2 separate regions of the Zea mays genome follow, and region 1 is linked to region 2. Evidence: chromatin contacts called from public Hi-C data. All regions are on one chromosome and are shown on one strand. Each heading gives the region's core, a stretch centred on a gene start, on an enhancer-like site or on the middle of the called end of the contact. The rest is flanking DNA. Distances are from core to core; before and after follow the strand shown. Region 1 holds the start of LOC541795 (voltage-dependent anion channel protein1b). Region 2 holds the start of LOC109940954 (F-box/SPRY domain-containing protein 1).

Region 1 (5,843 bases), core at 1,047-3,546, 290 kb after region 2:
AGTGCCGACAAGCAAAAAAGTCATAGTCGACCTTGTGCGACCGATAAAAGCAAAGATAAAAATATCGTCATTGGTGATCCCCGCACACTAAATATGTCACGTAGAGTGGTTACTCGGAAAGCTTTGGACAAAAGAAAGACCGGAGGCACCAGGGGGCAAGCACGATCGGACACCCGATCACGGTCACCTGTCCTGCGTATGCCGGACGGTTCAGGTACTAAGGTCGGATAGTCCGAGACAGGCGCAGACAGTCCGACTATGATGGTCGGACGGTCCACAGACGATCAGAAGCAGCAATCTTAGACCATCGGACCACAACGTTCCAAAACAAGTGTTAGGAAGCAAAACACTGCTAAGACGCCTGGACAACTCAGTAGAGTCGGCCCTACTTTTGATCAGTTGCTTGCCAAATATATGAAGAAGGCCATTCCATACAAACCGGCCAATAAAACCAATGAAGTCAAAAGGGTGATCTGCGCGAAAGCAAAAGCCGACTAAAATGGCCCAAAAGATAGCACAATCAAGATCGTCTAGTCATCCTCCTCCAGGGATAGCGTGGTGCTTCCCAGACTATCCATCGTCGATGTGTTGTCCTACTCATGTGTGGGGTGGTACGGCGATGAATTCGTATTACTGGCCCAATCCGTTTGCTTATTTGGGCTGGGGGCACCACAAGTTTTTGCCTATTGACAGATTGATCAGGCAAACATGGCTGAAGAGGATGCAATGTGAAACGACCTCTATGCATTAAAGTTCTATCAAGTATTTATATTATCTGATCGCAAGAGCCGATGATTTGCATCGAGCTGAGTCCTTGCTTCGGGAACAAAGTAACTCGTGAGGTCAATGGTTTCTAAAGTTTTCGCTGGTGCTTTTGGTTCGTCAAGCTCCACCAAAAGGCATGTGTTGAGCACCAAAAGTGGCAAATGGTCCGGCCCTAGGGCCCGGATGGTCCGTGTCCCCGCGATTAGATTAGCTCGGGTGATTATCCTTATCCCATGCGTGGTTATCCATCTAATCACGTGGGGTTTGTTAGCTATCTCTTAGGAACGGGTCTAGACCTCCCCTATATATATATGAAGGGGTATGGCCGATTGAGAACCATCGAACACATTCCAATCGAATCAATTACTTTCTTTATCATTCCTGCCCTAGGAGTAGATGTAGTGTAGTTCTAGTTGTAGCCTTCCGCATATCCACCTCCACCCTTATTCAACTCTACGTCGTCTAGATCTGTCTTGGGTGGTCTGCCGACCCAAGACGACCCTAAGATCTTACCCCTCCCGGGGGGCAAGATCTAGTTGTCCATTGAAGTCTTCTTCTTCGAATTGATCTCTTAATTCATAGACGACTCCATGTCATCTGGGGACGCCCCGGGTGACCTGTCGACCCAGGGCGCCCTAAGATCTCTTCTCCCAGGGGGCGAGGTCTAGGTTCCAGCGAGGAGGAGGAAGACGACCATGCGCCATCGCGGACCGTCCGACCATGTGCGCGGACCGTCCGGTGCGATGCAGGGAAGACGTCACTCCTGCGCCTAGGTCGTGGACCGTCCGGTCCAGAGCCGCGAACCGTCCGTGCCGCCGTAGAGGGCACCGCCAGGCGGTACACCCCTAGTGATTAGTGTTGCCCAGATCTACGCCAACAATTATATGTACCAAAATCTCCCTGGTGAATCACTGGTAATAGGAGATAATCAAGGGAATCTTTGAGAAAAGACAAAGATGTTTACGAACAATTGGCTAAAAAACATCGATTACGCAAGCTGACACAAAAAATCTTAAGCGTCCCTTCGTCTCCTTTCGTTTCCTCCATGTCTTCTCTTCTAACTGATACAAAATCTAATACATGTGGTGCCATCTAGACACCTATACTAGTACTAGATAAGATCAATGTGACCATGTATCCCTATGGTGTAAGTTACTGTTTAGCGCTCCAACAGACTCTGCATAAGACCGTGCAAAATGCGCACCGCATGTTTAGACTCCTGATCCCTCCGGTGTCTGTCTCCTCAACGCAAAGGAAAATGGGGATGCTGAGTAGAATAGTCAGCTGAAAACGGGGATGGATATATGATCTCGTTGTATACTGTTGATCGTGCTAAATACGGATAAGGAGAGGGAGTCTACTGAAGTTGGTCAATACTACCAGATTTCATACACTGTCTGGATTCTGAAAAATGAAAATGCGTCCATAACCAAACGCCTTCTTGACGTGGTGGAAACACAGATGTGTATTAGAGATGTGTATTAGGACAGAAGTCGATTCTTTAAGACCAGCATCTGGAGCTGCTCCAAACGCAGCCCTAATTTTCCGGCGCTACTTCCAAATAGTCGCCCTCTCAACTTTTGTTGGGTCCGTCTGTGGATTGTCCCCGGCCTCCTTACCGTCGCGTCCAAATCATCCTCACACCCCGCAGCATCTCCACGCCGCCACACCTCGTCGCGTCGCGTCGTCTCCGCCGAGAAGATGGTCGGACCAGGCCTCTACACCGAGATCGGCAAGAAGACCAGGGGTGGGTGCCCGTCCATCTCGCCTTCCTTCCCCACGGATTCCTTTCATCCTCTGGGGATCATGGGTGGAGTTCGCTAGTTTATTCTCTTTTGTTGGTTTGGTTATCATTTTCGGTTCGTTTTTTTCGCAGATCTGCTGTACAAGGACTACCAGACAGACCACAAGTTCACCCTCACTACCTACAGCTCCAATGGCGTTGTAAGTCCTCCGCTCCTTTCAAAACACCCCTCCTCTTCCGCACTTCCTCAGCCTCGGTCCTCGTGGTACTGCGTTGCTTTGCAGTGATTTCGTCGGACTGGGAATGGATCTGGTTGATGTGGCTGTCATGATTTTTCTATTGTATGCATCCCTGGGGGGTTCGGATGACTGATTTGTAGCGAAAGTTAGACCAAAGGATTGTTGCTTGTTAGCGGAAGTCAACACAAGAGATTGGTTAGATTAGTTTTCTGCACAGCTGCGCCTATGTGCTTGCTTGTTGCAGTCCTGCTTAGTTGTGCTCTGCGTCTATCTCTTTATTCAGTTTTTTTTTTTTGCTGAACGGTATAGGATTCGGCAATGTGTCATTTATATGTGATGCTCTTTCACTGCTTGTTTTGAATAGGTGGATTGGGAGGTGATGTGAAATAGTAGCAACCTTGAGTTGGCTTGATTTTCAAGGATGTAACACGTGTTAGCACTATGTGGTTACTGTGAGGACATTAGTAGGAGGACAGTGGGCAGTCGATTATTGGGTAATAATCGTAAGTAGCTGAGCGAGCTAAGCGATGTCGATATGTCAATGCGGTTTGGTGGATTTCCTTCCATGGTTGGGAATTGGGATGTGAGTAAACTGCAGGTTTTGATGGCTTTTAGACTTTTAGGAAAAATGTATCTGTACTAAACTAAGGGTGTGTTTAGTTTTTAGGGACTAATTTTTAGTTCCTTCATTTTATTCCATTTTAGTCCCTTCATTTTATTCCATTTTAGTCCATAAAATATTAGTTTCCATATTTGATAATTTATGGACTAAAATAGAATAAAATGAAGAGACTAAAAATTAGTCCTTAGAAACCAAACCCCCCTAAAACAATTGAGAATAATCAAACTATAACTGAAGTATCAAACATCTGAAAAGACGATTGTATTGAACTCCAGTTGTGCTGTTACCATAATTGTGTTTGTCAACTCATGATGACTTTTGCAACTTGCCTTCTCCATTTATGTATTGGAATATGGAACTATACATGCTGTGGTCTAAATGGTAAGGCCTGTGTGTGTTAACAACTAATTTTTGTTGTGCATGTATATATTTGATTGTTCTCTTAATGCTGCCTACGTGTTTGTGCCCAAAATTTTTACTCTGTTAGAATTATTTGCATGCATGACTATCGAATTCTTATGTTTTTAATATCCTCTGTTACTCTTTCATGCAGGCTGTCACTGCTACTAGCACAAAGAAAGCTGACCTGATCTTCAGTGAGATCCATTCACAGATAAAGAACAAGAACATGACCGTAGATGTGAAAGCAAACTCAGAGTCAAATGTAAATCTCTCGTTCTCTCTCTGTATGTACATTTATATACTTAACCCCTGGAAATTGCATGCCTTGCTCAAAATGGACCTGTAACATGTTCATTTCTTATGATATCACATAATTGTAGTCTAACAAACTAGTATCAAGCATGCTATTTGTGTTGGTCAACAATTTGGTCTGCGACTAATTAGTTGATCTGTTATTTTTCTCAAGTTTGAGTTCTATTGACTGCTTGCTTGATGTGATGTTCAGATCATTACTACAGTTACTGTCAATGAGATTGCAACACCAGGACTGAAGACTATCTTAAGCTTTGCTGTTCCTGATCAGAGATCTGGAAAGGTAATAATCCAATTCAGTTTATTTTTTCTTAAGTGGAAGCTTAGGGCATGTTTGGTTCGTGGCTAACTGCGCCACACTTTGCCTAAGGTTAGTCGTTCGAATTGAAGAACTAACCTTAGGCAGAACAGTTAGGCAAAGTGTGGCAAATTAGGCAGCGAACCAAACAAACCTTATTCTTCAAATGTATTCATTTATTTATTTCTGGTTTCAGGTTGAGCTTCAGTATTTGCATGATTATGCTGGAGTTAATGCAAGCGTTAGTCTGACAGCCAATCCTGTAGCCAACCTCTCTGCTGCCTTTGGCACTAAGGCTCTCGCAGTTGGTGCAGAAATCTCATTTGATTCTGCCACTGGGAACTTCACCAAATACAATGCTGGATTGATGTTCACTCATGAAGACCTTATCGCATCCCTTAATATGTGAGTTTTCTAAGTTAGCAATCTTATATATTTAGGCACTGTATGCGACTGTTGTTTGACAACCCTTAAGCTTATTTGATACCTGTAATATCTTTATTGATGGTTAATTGCAAATCCCTGCTTGATGCATCTCAACTTCAAGTTGTTTTGTAGCTGGTTTAGTGCATAAAATTAGTCAAAATATTAATATACCGGTCACCGTCATTTCACCTTTTCTCACTGACATTTCTCAAATGGAGTTTTGAAAGAAGGTTTTACTTCACTTATATACGTTTGCAACAAACATGAGTTTCTAACTCACTCAGATTATAAAAAAACTCAGCCGGGGAGGGAATGACCGTCTTGCTGGTATTATATTAAGAAGAGACCGAAACAATGGTCCTGCCGAGAAAATCCTCGAACCCTGGCCCCCATCACTAACGGACCGGTGTCAACCGTCAACTCTGCAACGGCCCAACCGGAGGGTGGCGCATAGGACATCGTAACCCGAGACCGAGAGCGGATGGGGCACAACGAGGGAATTTTTTTAACCAAGCCGAAAAATTCGCCCCTGAGGTGTTACTCGGAAGCCTTTAATCACTAGGTTAGAGGCCCTTTCGCAACTCACTCAGATTATTGCATGTACAGAAATTGGTCAATGTAACTGACTTTGCTAGTGTTTTTAGTTTCACTGAAAAAAGGATCTCTTGCAGTAAGCTGGTAGCAGTATGGCTAATATTAAGCTGTGCCTCCAGTAAGGGTTTGGTGCTCAGCATTTTGTTTTTCTAATTGAGTCAAAAGTCTTATGTATAATCTTATATTAAATGAAATTGATGTCATAGTTCCTCAACAGATATAATCCCATTTTTAAGGACGTTTAACGTCTTATTATTGCAGTTACATCCAAATTTTCTGTAACTTATCCAACCTTCTCTTGCAGGAACAACAAGGGAGACAACCTTACTGGAGCTTACTACCACAAGGTGAGCGAATTGACAAACACAGCTGTTGGGGCAGAGCTTACCCACAGTTTCTCGACCAATGAAAACACCCTCACCTTTGGCGGGCAGCACACTC
Region 2 (6,078 bases), core at 1,581-4,080:
GGTAACTTTGTTACGGCTTCTGGCTAGATTCTGACTGATGGAATTGGTTTCTGGCAGCCAAACACTTTACTTCCTGGTCCGTTTTATGGGAATTGTCTCTATGAAAACCGTCTAAATCAACGCGAATACATAATCCACTAAGTCATCATCGCGGCGGGAGGAATTCTACCTCTTCCTAAATCCTAAACCGTGTATACTCCTTCGTCTGTGATATCCAAATATCTGTGAAAGCTAGATTATCCAGAAATCTAGTTTTTTAGAAAAAAAACTCTTCACAAAAAAAACTGTCCCAAACAAGCCCTAAAACGACATTATGCTACCCTTGTCTGCACATGCCCATATCAATTCGATCTGCATTTTTACCCCCTATGATCAAAGAAACTCACTGAACATGAGTAATCTTCTCTTCCTGACGTGTCTAGTTATAGTATGTCCTCCTACTTGCATTTCTCACTGAATAGGAGTGGATTAAGGGGGTGTTTGGTTAGAGGGACTAAATATTATTCTCTAGTTTTTAGTCTCATTTAGTCCCTTTTTTGCCAAACACTAGGACTAAAATATGGACTAAAATGATTTAGTCTTTAGTCCTTCACATAGGTGCTAAAAGAGACTAAAAGCCCATAATTATCATGTTGCCCTTACCTTTTTTATGGATAACTAATATTATGAGTATATTATAAGGGCATTTGAGTCTTTGGACATTGTATTTAATAACTTTAGAATCTGTTTAGTCCCTAAAACCAAACATGTAGGGACTAAAGTTTAGTACTAGGACTAATTGAAACCAAACATGGCCTAATTATCTTCTCTTCCTGTCAGATCTAGTTTATATAAGGCATGTTTGGTTCGTGGCTAACTGCGCCACACTTTGCCTAAGGTTACACGTTCGAATTGAAGAACTAACCTTAGGCAGAAAAGTTAGGCAAAGTGTGGCAAGTTAGGCAGTGAACCAAACAGACCTATAGTATGTCACTACTTGCCTTCGCTGAATATTTCTTCGCCTGCTACTTCTGTTCTTCAGTGGATATCAGCAAGCTGTTGAACAGGGAGTTTATGGTGACATGAGTTTACTCATTTGATTTCAGAGACAGAGAGTTCAAATGCATCACGTTTTTTTACTTGTCCTCATATTAAGAGATTCTAATCTCTATCCATTCAGGTTGGCATGATGCCCAAACTTGGGTGTACAATAAGCTTCATTCAAGAAATACTAGCAGTAATTCTTGTTATGGAAAAGCACTCTGTACTGATGAATGATATTGGCCAAGCTTTTGGTAAGTCAATTCTAATACAAGTTTCCTTATATAAGTCAGGTATACAACCCATCACCCAACAAACATGTACTTACACTTGCAACTGGACACCCACAAGTATGCACCAATGTAGCTACAAATTGCAATTACACAACGACGAGCTCGACACAAGCAGCTCATGAGCGCACCAACAACCTGCCTGATCAAAATTACAGGCGCATGGATGCAGAGAGCAGCAAGGTGCCAAGCCAAGGTCAAGGGCACAGGCTACGCAGGCTTCTGATCGCGCAAGTAGCGCACAGCGGCTGCGGCTCGCGCGTCACCGACAACCCGAACTGGTTCCAAGCGTCCAGGTACTCCATCCTCCAGTCCTCTCTCAGCTCCGCGGAGTCACGGTACCATTGCCTGGTGATCCACAGAACGATGAGCAGGTTTGAGAACACAAGTGTGAGCTACTGAACATTGTTTCCCCAGTTCATTTGCAGGAAAAGGGAATAGAACAGATCAGGGTTTGGTGCAGTATTTGTAGAGTGAGACTCTGTTTCTGCCAACAGCAGAAGGTTTTACCAATACTAGACGAACTCACGCTGCAGCCAGTAAATTGTGAGAAATAAAAAATAAACAGAACAGAACAGCTAATCAAAACAGTCATGTTCAATCGAATTGAACATGGAAGAAACGTTCAGAGCCCAACTCACAGCTGGTCTCTAGAAGGATATGCAGAATTTGGGTGTGAAGGCATGTTCTACTCGGAAGAGAGGAGTGTGGCATAACGTAACACGAGCTCTTTCATCTAGTAACCAGTATGCATGCACAGGGAAGAAAGCTATATAATCTACTATGAATCTATGATATCATCCAGATACCAACTCCAGTAGCATCAAAGATGCTGCAGCCATAGACGTACACTGAATAGGAAGATCAGTAAATGGATTTGGTCAGGTGATCAGTCAGGTTACCACACAGGTTAACACACAGGATGAACCGTTACAGCCGCACCGAGACACCCGAGACAGAGGGAGGCACAGCACGGGGGCATTTCATCGATCAACGCGCGCGCGTGGGGAGAAGGAGAGAGGCGAGGGCGGGGAAACTCACTTGCAGACGAGGGAGCAGCTAAGGAGGTCGACGCAGTCGAGCTGCGAGAACACCCGCGCCATCACGTGTGCGGGGGGCCGCAGCGCCGGCGCCGAATCGCGAACACCCGCCTCCGCCTGCTCCCCCCCTTGCCGTGGCGGCGCCATGGCCGATCCGCCGCCCCGGCTCTTGTGTTGGAGTGGACAAGTGGGCTGCAGAAAGCCTCGATCAATTCGCAACCCCTCTGCTTCTGGTGTCACCGAGGTTGAAGAATTGGAGGCGGCGATTTTTATTGGGATTGGTTACGCCACGGATCCAAACTCGATTCGTCGACGAGGGGAGGAGGGGAAAAAATGCCATCTGATTCTGACGCGACGAGATGTTGATGGTTGTTTGTCTGGACAGAATACATGAGGTGATCCGTGGATAAAACCGCTGAAACCGTTCATGCTAACATAAATTTTCTTTTTCTCTTCTGTCTTTTTTTATGCTGTACCAAGAGGATGACATAATTTTCTTAGGAGAGGACTTTGTGTTTCTTTTTTGACATGAAATATGTCCTATATATTCAGCTGGTTAATTTTTAGGCCAAAATTTAGGCCCACAGTGAAAAGAAGAAATGGAACACTTCAGCTTTTCCTCTTTTTGTGGAGACAGAGCTAGAACTAGAGCTGGCAAAAAAAAATCTTTCTGGCTAGGAGTGAACTTCACACGCCATCACATTAACGTGGAACTAAGAGCTTGTTTGGTTCGATGCATAAAGCTATTCTCAATATAAGTTTCATACTCATTAAATACGATAACATATCATTATGCTTAGTGACTTAACAATGTAATTATGAGGAGAAATATAGAGAGAGTTTCATAGGAAACGGTAGAGTTTCATGGGTATAAAGCTTTGTATACATGGTTACATAGTTTAAATCTGATGTGAAAACAATGCATGAAACTCATCACTAAGAATGAACTAATTGCCACACTTTGTCTTAACTCTTTATGTCTGTGGTTAATTTTTCAATTTGACTAACTAATCTTAGTTAAGTTGTAGCATAGTTAGTCGAGAACAAATAGGTCTAAAGTTTTCTGATGTGTTGTGGCTGGTTTTCAGTGCTACGCGTATGTATTTACTGTGACACGCACATGAGCTGGCGAGGCTGACTGGTGGGCCCAAGGCAACGGCGCGCACGTCTGGTTTGCGAGAGGGATAATGGGTCGGCTCGCGAGTTTGAGCCCGTGAAGCATATTACGATTTTCTTCTTTTCTTTTATTTCCTATTTCATTTTCCTTTTTATTTGTGAATTTCCAATTTGAATTCAAATAATGTTGTGAATCTGTTGTACTCAAATTAAATGCACAATTTGAACATACCAGCATTGGAAGATGTTTATTCTTATTTTTTATGTAGTGTTTTCTCATTTCTTTCTTTCTAATTTTTTCAAATTCAAATTTAAATTCCCATTTAAATACAAATTTTGTGGTAGATTTATTTTCACATTAATTGCCCAACTTAAACATGGCATGGTGAATTTATTTATTTTTGATATTTATTTTGTAATCACTAATGCTTCTCTATCTCCAATTCTAGAATTCCTAATTTAGGATTAAATTTCCAATTTGAACATTGATGTCTTTCTATAGATTTTTATTACTAATATATGCACACGTAATTAAACTCCAACATGATACAATAGATATATGTTTATTTTAATTATTTTATTTGTTTGGTAGATGTTTGAAATATGAAACACACTCATATTGTTTTCTTTCTTTTTAGAAAAAATAGTATTTTGAATGTGGGATAAGAAGTAAAAGTTACTTAAAAATTAAATATTCTTGTAGATAAATGCTTATGGTGCATCGTTTAATGATATGCATAATCATTTAGTTGAATAGAAAACTTTTCTATTACTGTTCTAAAATAATTCCTGATTTTCAAAATTCAGTTCTCAATTTTCAACACTCAAGTATAATTTGAGATAACTGAATTTACTAATTTATCTCTTCATATATTTATTTAATTATTATTAAAAAATTCCTTATACAAATTTTGGGCCTTACATATTTTGAATTTATACTTCTCAAATTTTGAATTAAAATTTTTTGAGCTTCAAGTTTCACCTTTATCTTATGAACAATCAAAGAAACTCCGCATGCCAATGCAAAGTGAAATATTTTTATTTAATCATTTTATAGATGCTTCTAAACATGTTTTGCACAAACTTATATATTTTTTTAAAAAGAAATCATTGTCTTTATTATGCAGTCAATTTAAAGGTTATTTTTTAAAACTCAATATTTTACTAATTGTTTGTTTCTTATATACTTTTAAACTGAATTCTAACAAATACAAGGAGACATTTTACTTCTTAATCTTTTAGAGAAACATTTATAAATCCCAAAATAGAATTTTGGGTGTTACAAATTCTACCCCCTTAAAAATAATATCGTCCTCGAGATTAATAGAAAGAGGATGCAACAAGTTTGGTTTGTAGTCTATAGGTTAGTTTCTAATTTGTTTTATTGCCAAACGATTTTTTTTCTATATCACAAATTATCAGGTGATTAGGAAAGCATGGGTATCTATAGGTATAGCCACTTCATTATGTAGGATAAATGATGTCTTGAAAGCATAGATAGGTGTGGTAAGAAAGAGTAGGGTAAGGGAAGATTCCATCAGGAATGGTGGGTCTTGATTCATATAAAGATCTGGTTCTACTCATATCTTTCATCGTCGAGGTTGACCTCCTTCGGTCTTGGTGTCTTCATCCAAGATATGGACATGTGGTAAGATAATTGGGGGTAGGATAGATTCCCTAAGGTAGGTTGGTCAGAATTTCTATTTTGTTGTTAGCTTGAAACAGAGGGGTTATGCAACCATCTGATGGGTAAGGTAGTTGCATATGGTCAAGTTAGTCTAGGGCACCAATTTAGATTTAAGTGAGTTTGGTCGAAAAGCAATTTGTATGAATAGAGTCTAATCTTATTTAAGCAGTACTAACTAACCTGTTAAGTACTTCATACTAGATTAGATAGGATCTAGATTAGCTTGGTATGGCAAGATTAGACTAGATAAGATCTACTTAATTTGGGTTAGATCATGGTTAGGATAAGATGAATCTATTGTACAAGGTAGAATCTTTAAGATAAGATGAATCTATTTAAAATAGATATACTTTAATGGAGGATAATCTAGGTTGTCTAGTTATCTTATGAATATTTTTTTTGCCTATATGTATATGTAGATGCAATTGTGGATGAAAGTCGCCTAGAGGGGGGGGGGGGGTGAATAGGCAAATCTGAAATTTATAAACTTAAGCACACACTACAAGCCGGGGTTAGCGTTAGAAATATAAACGAGTCTGAAAGAGAGGGCGAAAACAAATCACAAGCGAATAAGAGCGGATGACACGGTGATTTGTTTTACCGAGTTTCGGTTCTTGCAAACCTACTCCCCATTGAGGTGGTCACAAAGCCGTTTGGTGGAGGCTGCTGTTGCATGGTGCACCGGACAGTCCGGTGCGCCAGCCACGTCACCCAGCCGTTGGGTTCTGACCGTTGGAGCTTCTGACAGCTGGGCCATCGGACAGTCCGGTGGTGCACCGGATAGTCACTGTTCACTATTCGGTGCGCCTTCTAGCTCTGCTCTGACTTCTGCGCTCACTGTAGCGCATTAACTGCCGTTGCAGATGACCGTTGGCGCTGTGTAGCCGTTACTCCGCTGGCACACCGGACAGTCTGGTGGTACACC

Evidence for each region. A called contact is a pair of places that touch in the nucleus more often than the background predicts.
Region 1: a contact with region 2 is called in a Hi-C map of leaf, with 6 times the contacts expected there. The contact joins the promoter of LOC541795 here to the promoter of LOC109940954 in region 2. A contact is called at or near these places in 11 of 25 Hi-C or Micro-C datasets (bundle sheath, ear, endosperm and 3 more) and 2 of 3 datasets of contacts at active chromatin or transcription factors (leaf and seedling).

What each region holds. Positions count from the first base shown.
Region 1 is chr7:102,140,290-102,146,132 of Zm-B73-REFERENCE-NAM-5.0, forward strand. It overlaps LOC541795 (voltage-dependent anion channel protein1b), which reads left to right and starts at 2,297. Exons shown (of 6, transcript NM_001111478.2): 1 at 2,297-2,512; 2 at 2,642-2,709; 3 at 3,924-4,034; 4 at 4,278-4,367; 5 at 4,579-4,787; 6 at 5,707-5,843. The coding sequence starts at 2,467.
Region 2 is chr7:101,846,721-101,852,798 of Zm-B73-REFERENCE-NAM-5.0, forward strand. LOC109940954 (F-box/SPRY domain-containing protein 1) reads right to left here and starts at 2,831. Exons shown (of 2, transcript XM_020541360.2): 1 at 2,352-2,831; 2 at 1,221-1,658. The coding sequence starts at 2,497. The coding sequence ends at 1,508.